2 separate regions of the Anas platyrhynchos genome follow, and region 1 is linked to region 2. Evidence: chromatin contacts called from public Hi-C data. All regions are on one chromosome and are shown on one strand. Each heading gives the region's core, a stretch centred on a gene start, on an enhancer-like site or on the middle of the called end of the contact. The rest is flanking DNA. Distances are from core to core; before and after follow the strand shown.

Region 1 (4,918 bases), core at 2,235-4,734, 79 kb before region 2:
TGCTGGGAAGCAAATTTTGCAAACAAATTGCAAACAAGTGAAGACGTGCTCTATGTATTAAGAGCTCCGTAAGTCACAGACATCATTAACTGGGAGTAGATTGTGAACTGAGTGGTATCAGTGGGAAATTTTGTAATGGTCCAAGGACTGGAGAGTCTTCCAAATGAAACATTCACTAGGGCATTCTGGGTTATCCAGGTTACTGAAATATTTCTGAGGAAATATTTGGAGAAAAGACAAGGAAAAATGTTTCTGTATAGAATTCTGTATTTATGTTCAGGTAATAGAAAGAAAACAATGGACTGAGTTGTGAATTAACTGTGAATCTGTGTCAAAGGCTGTAAATACTAAATAATCCACTGGAATTTATAGCCCCTTTTGATAAGCCTGTGTAGAAAAGCAGCAGCAGTACTAAACTCTAAACTGTTTCGTTGATTGAGCTGGGGATTTGTGATGGAGTAGACAGAAATCCTGTGAAAGTCCCCTCGAAGGTTCAGTCCCAGAGGTGCACTGGATGGAGTCTGGGCTATCCAGGCTCTGGTACAGACTCTGGGTTGCAGTGTGAACGTGCCCTTACTGACAGTGCTGTAGCTTGCCAAACCAAACACAAACAGGTTCTGCAGTCCTAGCATTGCCACGCTAAAAGATTGCTTCACAAGACAGTGCTGCTTGCTCCAAAAGGCAGAATGTCAATGGAGGGCATTACTGGCCCCAGAGAGCTCTGGGCTCCCAAATCTTCAGTTCTGTGATGTCTAAAGAGTCTGTATTCTGCAATATAAGGCTTCAAATCAAAGTGCAATCTTTTTACTCATCTCTTAATTAAAAACAGACTTGCAGGAGGTCTCAGGTCTGACTCCTCCATGCTTTTCTCTTGAACACAGTTTCAGCTGAAGAGGAGTTTGTGTGAAAAACCATTTGTTCAGTCTGAAAAGCTTCTTTCCATTTGCGGTGAAAATGAGTGCAAGACTTTTTGGTCAACTTTTGAAATGGTGGATCACTGCTGTATCTGAAGCTGAATAAGTTCTGATAAAAGGCTGTGAAACGTGATCATGGAGACATACTTCCAAACTCTTAAAGACGTCTTCAAGGCATTTTTGTCAGGACTCATAATTCTTCCTAATTCTTCACTGTATCACAGTGGAGGCTTGAAATACTTTCCTTTTTTCATGTGGATAATGCTGTATCAGAGCCAAGTGTTATGTTTATTATTGTTGCAAAATTATTCATCCCTAACATACGTGTTTTATTTTTTAAAGTGGACTTTGTGAGTGTTGGGCTTCTTGCTAATACTGTTTGTTTATTTAAGTGGAGAAATACTTCTAGGTGTTTCTTTTAAAAACAGAATGCTTGAATAATTGCAAAGCCAATACAGGAATGTGCAGGGAAAAATGCAAGATCAGGCAAGCTGGACCCTGTGATCTTTGAGAGGGAATGATAGCATTGTGTGGTTGCATGCTATAATTTAAGGGGTTGGGGGGGGGAAGGGAGTGTTTTGTTCTGCTGGTTTTTCTGTTTTTAGTGTGTGGTTCCCACCCCCCACCCCCCGAAAAAGTACTGCTTTCCTAAGGGGCAGCTTTTTCAGCACAAAAACATTGGACACCTCAAATCTCCTTGTCCCTGCAACAGCATGCATGTTTCCATGTCATTGGCACTTTATACTTTGCAGTAGAATAACCAGAGTTTTAGGGGGCAGTAGTAAGAACATTATGTGTACTCCACTCACTACCTATAACAGAGTCATGAAGACACTGTGGCACTATGGCTTGTATATTACATTTTAATTCTGAAGACGGTCCCAGCACATTTTAAGCACAGAGCTCTGTTTCTTCCTTTCCACTTTCCTTTTCCTCAAGCTGTAAAGAGAAAAAGACACCTTAAAACAACACTCAGAGAAGATGAAGAAAAGGTTTCTTTCTGCCATATGGCTTGGCCAAGCCATAAACTTTAACACTTTTGTGTGTGTGTGTGCGTGTGTGTGTGTGTGTGTGTGTGAAAAGGAAAAAATGCTGTCAAAGCTAACAGCCAGAATCAAAGCAAAAGGGGGCAAGCTGGGGAAACAACCATCTTTGTCTGTAGCTGGAGGAAGGAGAATGGAGGGTGGACACTTCTAGTGTACTGGCTCTTCTTCTCAAACAGGAGGCAGTGTGGTCTTCTGCAAACGACTCCAGAGCAAGAATAATGATTGTGTGCGTCTTTCGCAGCTTCAAAGCTCCCTGCTGAGTGCCTTTCTACAAAGGTCTTGTCTTAGTTCTCTCATCTAGTGAGTTCAGAGTGGAAAAAGTTTAGGCACAAGCTGCGAAAAATGAGCAGGAATATCTATGCTGTGCTATAGAGTGTAGTGTTCTTTACCTCAAGAATAAATTGTAAATGAGGACCTTTACTTGGGAAACTCTCAATGGCCACTACTGGACTTCTCACCTTTCTTATAACCTTTAAAAAGAAAACAAAAAACACTCTCCCATACTAGTTAACATGGATGATCCCAGAAATATCCCATTAGAATAAGAGGAACTGAAACTCAAACAAGGCTGGTACGATCCAAAATGCGAAACTTCATTAAGAACTATCAAACCACTGACTGCGTCTAGAAAAGCTCTTAAGCAACCCTGCAGAGGAGCTAATGCCCCATGACACGCAAAGTGTAAGACCGATTCCTAACATAGTTTGGACTTCATGTGTGAGGAACTTAGCACACACACCGAAATAAATTAATCTCTCTTCTGCAGAAGAGGCTTTTTGCAGGGAGCATTTAATCATGGACTGGTCAGGAGCAAAGCCAAACCAGCTTCATTCTGACTGAATAGATCAGCTTTGGAGCATGCTTTTGTTCTGTAAAAATGAGTTGAAAAATTATCAGGAGCATTTCTTCCCACTGTTTAACTCTGAATTTCTGAACTGTGCTTTATTTTCTGAAATTTCCTGGAAAGAGTTTCCTGGAATGTGAGATCATTTCTTCATTTCTCCCATGGGATGCATGCACACACAGACACACAAGCAACAGTTAAAAAATGTGTGATGGATATATCCCGTCGAAACAAACACACCGGTCCTTGCGTGTACTTTCATGTCTGCACGTAAAGGAAATGGACCCGAGTAAACAAAGTGATACTAACAACAAAACGTAAGGGGACTTGAGAGGGCTTTCTCTCCACACAGTGATCAGGAGACGGCGACAGCAGCCGGGCAGCCCAGCCCTAGCACCCGGGAGGTTGACGCCGGTCCCCCACCCGCAGCATCTTCCCTGTCCCGGCCGGGCTTGGGCCAGGGCGGGCCGGGAACCGGGAGCTGGGGAACGGGGGCTGGGACCCGGGGGCCTGCCCTGGCCGCGGTTTTGTTGCATCAGCAGGAGCCGACCTGAAGGAGCTCACGCTCTCCTCCTGGCCGTCCCCGTTTTTGCTGTGCCGTCAGTTCTCGCCCTCCTCCCCCACCTTCCTCCTCTCCATTTGCAGAGTGCCCCTCCTCCTGGGCTGCTACCCCTCCTTTTCCCCTCCTCTTTCACAGTCAGAGGCTTGAAAACTTGTTAAAAGCTCTCCCAGTGTTCCAAGTTAGAAAAAACTTTTACGAGGTATCAGCACTTTTCTTTCACTAGTGGGGAAGGAAGGATGAAAAATACAAAACAGCAGTAGACTTTTAAAGTTTAAATAGACAGGTCTGAGTGCCTGAACGTGCTCTTCCATTTTACTTTAACCCTCCAGAGAAGTATCCTGATCCAGCTTCACTGCTGATCAGCAAGGGTAAGTTGAAAGTTTTCCTTTCTCATCTTTTTGTGTATACGTTTTTTTTCTAAAAACTTTTTTTCCACTCTAAGAACTTCGCGTTATTTCGCTGATGGTCGAACTTGTTAGGGAAAACAGAACAAAACAAAACAAAGCGTGCGTGTAAGTTTAAACTTACAGGGATCATTCTTTGCTTCCTTTTGTCATATTTTTATACATTTCTGAAAATACGACCCGACTACAACTTCTAACCATGCGCCACTGAGAGAGGAACTGCGGTGAAATTATGCCTGCACAGCTGGGACACAGACTTGTTGCTCATGTTTCAGAGAAATCACTGCTGTGTGCTTGTCTCTGCCTAAATGAGCTCCTTTAAAGAAAAAAAAAAAAAGAAAAAAGAAAAAAAAAACACTTAGGTGCTCTTTGCTCTTCTCCGTTGCACTGAAATCCCACCAGAAGTTTGTAGCAGTGAGGCTTTGTCCCCAGTGTGCCCCACTTACACCCCACTCATTTGGCTTCCCTATAGCAGCCCCGACTGATGCCGACTCGCTTGTGCAGAGCAAGGTTCTTAATTAGTTGCTTTGTTAAATGCAGCAGCTACCAACGTGGTGACTTTCACGTGGTCTTTCTGATGATTTTTCCCCTTTTCTTTGAAAACAGATGTGATAAAAGCCAGACGTGGGTTACGGAGTTTTAACCTAGTTTGTATATAGTTACTCTGTTTTAGCAACCTCAGTAAAGGGATTTTAGGGAAGGAATGTGAGATATCATGATATGCTTTACCACGTTGGCAATGTCTGTGAAAGTCTTGGGTGGATATAAATGAAAGTTGTCTAGGAAGAGCTGTGAAAGAATATACACAATATGTGTCATAATCCCAATATGACACATTCCTTTTATATTACCTTGAAGGCTTAAATACTTTCAAAACGTGGGGAAGAGGAATGCTAGAGCAGCATCTCTTGGCATACTCACAAGTTTTTTAAATTGCAATACTTGGATTGATTTCGTATTGCGTTTGTTGCTTGCTGCTTGCAAACAGTGAAAGAACAACATGGAAAAGGAAACAGCAGGAGAAAGGACCTTCAACTGAAATATGAAGCGCGGGATCTATCTTATCAAGTAGCATGCTCTACTCTCTAAACAAGAATATTGTGTGCTTATGTCTGTCCTTAGTTTTGCCTCATGATAACCAGCAAGCC
Region 2 (4,318 bases), core at 466-2,965:
ACAGACAGATTGGTGTTTGCAGAGGTTGCAACTAATGTGTTAAATACACTTAAGACCCATAGCTTATTAGTAAGGAAATTAAGGATCATAAAATACAACAAAAGACCTAGTGTTCAGCAAGGCAGCAACTTCAGCAGCTCAATGTTAATATTATGAATAGTATCAAAGAACTCTTAGTGAAAACTTAATGACTGTTACTTTAATTTACCAGCAAAGCTCTTGATCTAAAATAATTTCTGATACTTTTAAAAAATCTTAATTAAAACTGCTATACAGTTCTGATATATAAGAAAATATGACATCACTAAATTTGGTTGATATGGAAAAGTTAATCAACTGGCACTTTTGGTGCAATTGGATACAGGCTGTAAAAGCAAGCCATAACAAACTTAACATTCAGCCTTCAAGATTCAGGGTTAAATTTCCCAAACTGCAGCTCACACCTGCAGATCATCCTCATGCTTGCAAGAACATGCCACTGCTTTCATGTTCCTTAATTTTTTTATGGATATAATTTTCAAGTTATGGATCTCACTAATCCGCAAATACTGCATCAGACAAAGCAGATAGGAGCAATGACTAATGCAATAGTGATTGCTCACAAAGAAAGAGAAGGGATTAAAAAAAAAATCCAAATGATTTAAAATTTATTAGGAAATACAGAAGGAGAATGGCAAAATGGGACTTAAATGCAGAGAAAAATTTCAGGATGGGGAAGGTTCATCATTTGCCTGGCATCTGCTTGGGAACAGCTGTCTGCAAAAGCCCTCTTGTCTCTACAACCAGGAAGGAAGTGCTCCTCAGGGATCTTGGCCAGATGTAGAAAAACAAGGAAGAAAAGATAGGGGAAAGCAGCTGCTCACTATTTAGCAGCTGAGGTGAGAAACCCATGACATGAGCTGAAAATGAGGGCTCTCCTGGGAGAGGACATTCAAGTGTCCAGCCAGGACACTCTTGACTTTCTGCCAGTACATTTATGTCCATTATGCAGATAGGGAAATGGTGTAACAGGGAGACTCCAGGCAGACAAATCTTAGTGGAAATGGATCACTAGCTACTTAGTATATTTTATATGAATGAGTTGTGTCAGGAGAGTCCTTTTACTGGAGGATGCCCTGCAGTACCTGAGAGTGACTGGAGTGTTCCAATAAAGTGCTCCAGTTTCCTTCTCCACTCAGTAAATATAACCTGGCTATACTACCCTGATATCAAAAGGCCCAGTGGGAGTATAGTTGTAAACCTTATAAGACCATTTTGGTTCCTATGTTAGGATGATACTAATTGTATAAACTGGCCAAAGTTCTTGTACTTTCCTGTAACATAATACCTTCTACCAGGCACTGCATAAAGCCTGTTTTTTCATGAGTCTACATAGAAACTTCTTCAATAACTAGCTTATTTTTATGAACTGCTGGTATTATTTGGATATCTTACAGCTTTTCAAAATATTTTCAATACATCAAGAGTTCTACTGGTGAGATACCTGCAGGAATATACTTGGGGAAACCTAGCTGCACATGGAAATGAATTTGCAGGAGGCTGCAGCTCTGAACAAGGTTAGGGGCACTGGCAAGCACAGTTTTGTGGGGCTGGCAAAATGGCTCCCAGTAACTGAGCAAGGTAGTGGGAGAACCGTAAAGGTAACGCAGGTCTGTCTGAATGTGATGCAGTCATAGCTCTGTCTGCAATGTAGACATGCCTTTGCAGTGACTGCTTCCTACTCCACACGCTAAAAAGCAGAAGAGTGGCGTCTACAAGTCTGTCTGTGGGAAGGAGAGAGAGAGAGGGACTCATTAAGTGTTATTATCTTGTGAATAGACTTGGTTAGACAAAACAATAGGATAGCTGATGCTTAGGGGAAAGCTCCTCTGTGACGCGTTGGGGTCTATATCATTAACATTTCTTCAGAGAAGGAACTAAAGAAAAGAGTGCTGGCAGATCCCTTTGAAAACAGAAAAGCTGAAGAGGGAATACAGGGACACATGGGCACAGGAAATACGGACATTATGTAGAAAAAAGAAGTGGTACTTTTCCACGAGGAAAATGCTTTTTTCAAGTTCGTTATTGAATTGAAAATTCAATATTCAATTCAATTCTGAAGAACCAGAGAAGAAATCAGGTATTTGGAAAAATAAAAAAAAAAAATAAAGACAGATAAAGAGCAACGAGGATGATTAAAGATGTCCCCTGGCTACTCAAAAAATGTAAGAAAGCCAAAACAAGGAAATATGTATGATTTTGTTTGGACTGGTATATTTCCCTTGTTAAAAAAAAAAAAACAAAGGAATCCTTAGAAATTCCCTGTAATCAGAAGTTTTCAAATATACATAGGCTTACAAAGTAAATGGAAAATGTAACATTCTAACAACACTGGAGCTGTGGGTTGAGATGCAGTGGAGAGTCAAAGGTGTGTATACCTATGGGTGGTGTTGAGCTGAGACTGATCTCTTTGCTTTAATTTGCAAGATGAATAAGATAGAGGGAAAACTCTCTGATAAAGAGCTTGGAGACAATATTTGTTGCTTATACCCATACTGGTGCTACTGAAGGTCTTTGGGATACAAAATTTGTCAGACTGCAATTATAGGAGCTCTATGAAAGCACTATACAACTTGGATAACAATAATAATACTATTGAAACCCTCCCATAAACAAAACAAATATATTAACAAAACACTATTTACAGCAATTTGAAACAAATGAACAAAAATCCCACCCTAACAGACAAGAATTCATGACAAATTTCAAAATAAAAAACTAGAATTACAAAACACAGAAAACACAGATACTTTTTTTTTACCTGGTGTTAGTATTTAATCTGTTTTGTTGGTTTTGACACCCTCACAGTTCCTGAAGGAGAAAACAGAAATGATGCTAAAATGAAAATGCTCTGCATACTTTCAGAAGTGAAGGTGTATTAAAAAGACAAAGGCCACTTTTGTGGTGTATGAATTTATCACATTGAGGCTCCTCTTTTGTGTCTCCTACTTATGACACCATCTTATGAATTTACAGCTGACAGACCAGGGTTGTCTGGACAAAATCTTCCTTAATATCATGTTTGTTATCTGATCTTCCACCTCCGAAGGTATCTACCCACAGGTACTGCTGAAGGACATTGCACCAGCTAAGGCAAAAATAAAGACTTTGTAAGAAAATGGCAAAAGACTGTTTAGGAAAATCAGATGGCCATCTAACATACCAAAGAGGAAGGAGAAAAGAAGACAAAACAAGCTGATAAAGAGGATGGTTGAGGAACGTGGTTCTTCAGCCCCAAGTGGGACAGAGGGCAGAGGTCTCTTATCATACAGCCAGCAAGCAGTGCCTGTACAGCCTTTGGAAAATAGGACTTTGCCTTTCAGCCAACAGAAGTGGACAGAGGTACCATACTCACTCCAATCCCATGTTGTTGAGGAAGATTTGTGCCAAGATTTGTGCCAGCAGAGCAGAAAGAGAAGGCATAAAGCAAGTATTCAAGTTTTGTTATCAGCAAGACTGTAGTGCCATGGTCCAACAGGTGATTTTACTGCATAAAGAAGTGAAATAGCTTTGGCTACTTTCACAATAGAGCAAGGCCTCCTAAAATAGCAATAGTTCCAGGCGCTTTATACAAACATGCTATCTGTCAGGATCCTGTTTGCTTCACAGAGATGATCGATGAATGTGGTATTTTTGTGCTAAATGTGACAAGTTTCTGGAACATTCCTTTCTGATGACCTTGAACTTCACTCCTTGCAAGGCCAAATGAAATTGCAAAAGTGTGAAGAGCATGTACATAGACTTTCTTTGACACTTGCTTCTTGATTAACCTCTGCTTTTAGAAAAACAACTATTTCTTCAAGTGGACAAAAGGGACATCAATGTGCTTACAGTAGTTTGGAAAACTGATTATTTAAAAGCCAACAATTCTTTTCAGGTAACTCTAGTGAGTATGCAAGGAAATTAAATCTTTACTTGTATCTGAGACATTTCGCTATAGATTTTAAAGGATAGGAAAAATCGGCTGAATACTTGCTATATAATACTTACTATGTTGTCTGTTGCTATATCACAGTTCCTTTATCATTATCCTGAAATAATATAATTGAAATGATATTAAAAAACAGTTTTTCCCCTGCTGGTAAATCTACAGCTTGGCTGTGGACAGCTGAAAACAGCAGCATGTGTAAAGCCAGAAGACCTTCTGTTAGATATATTTGTTGAGCTAAGAATAGTATTTTGAATGGAGAGAAAGTGGGAGGGAGAAAAAAAAAAGTCAAAGCTATTTTGTCACTTTTTTTTTTTTTTTTTTTTTCCTGCACCACTCTATTACGCTCTA

The links. A called contact is a pair of places that touch in the nucleus more often than the background predicts.
Region 1: a Hi-C map of small yellow follicle shows a contact between it and region 2, with 4 times the contacts expected there. The contact joins the promoter of GJA1 here to the enhancer-like site in region 2. A contact is called at or near these places in 2 of 8 Hi-C or Micro-C datasets (F5 follicle and small yellow follicle).

What each region holds. Positions count from the first base shown.
Region 1 is chr3:67,753,658-67,758,575 of IASCAAS_PekinDuck_T2T, reverse strand. GJA1 (gap junction protein alpha 1) reads left to right here and starts at 3,484. Exons shown (of 2, transcript XM_005017369.6): 1 at 3,484-3,734.
Region 2 is chr3:67,673,543-67,677,860 of IASCAAS_PekinDuck_T2T, reverse strand. No RefSeq gene overlaps it. Among named protein-coding and RNA genes, the nearest start is that of GJA1, 79 kb to the left of the region's middle. Within about 2 kb of position 1,715, at least 4 of the 8 cell types and tissues checked have an H3K27ac peak or open chromatin away from gene starts, as enhancers often do. A contact at or near this core is called in F5 follicle and small yellow follicle, where this site is marked.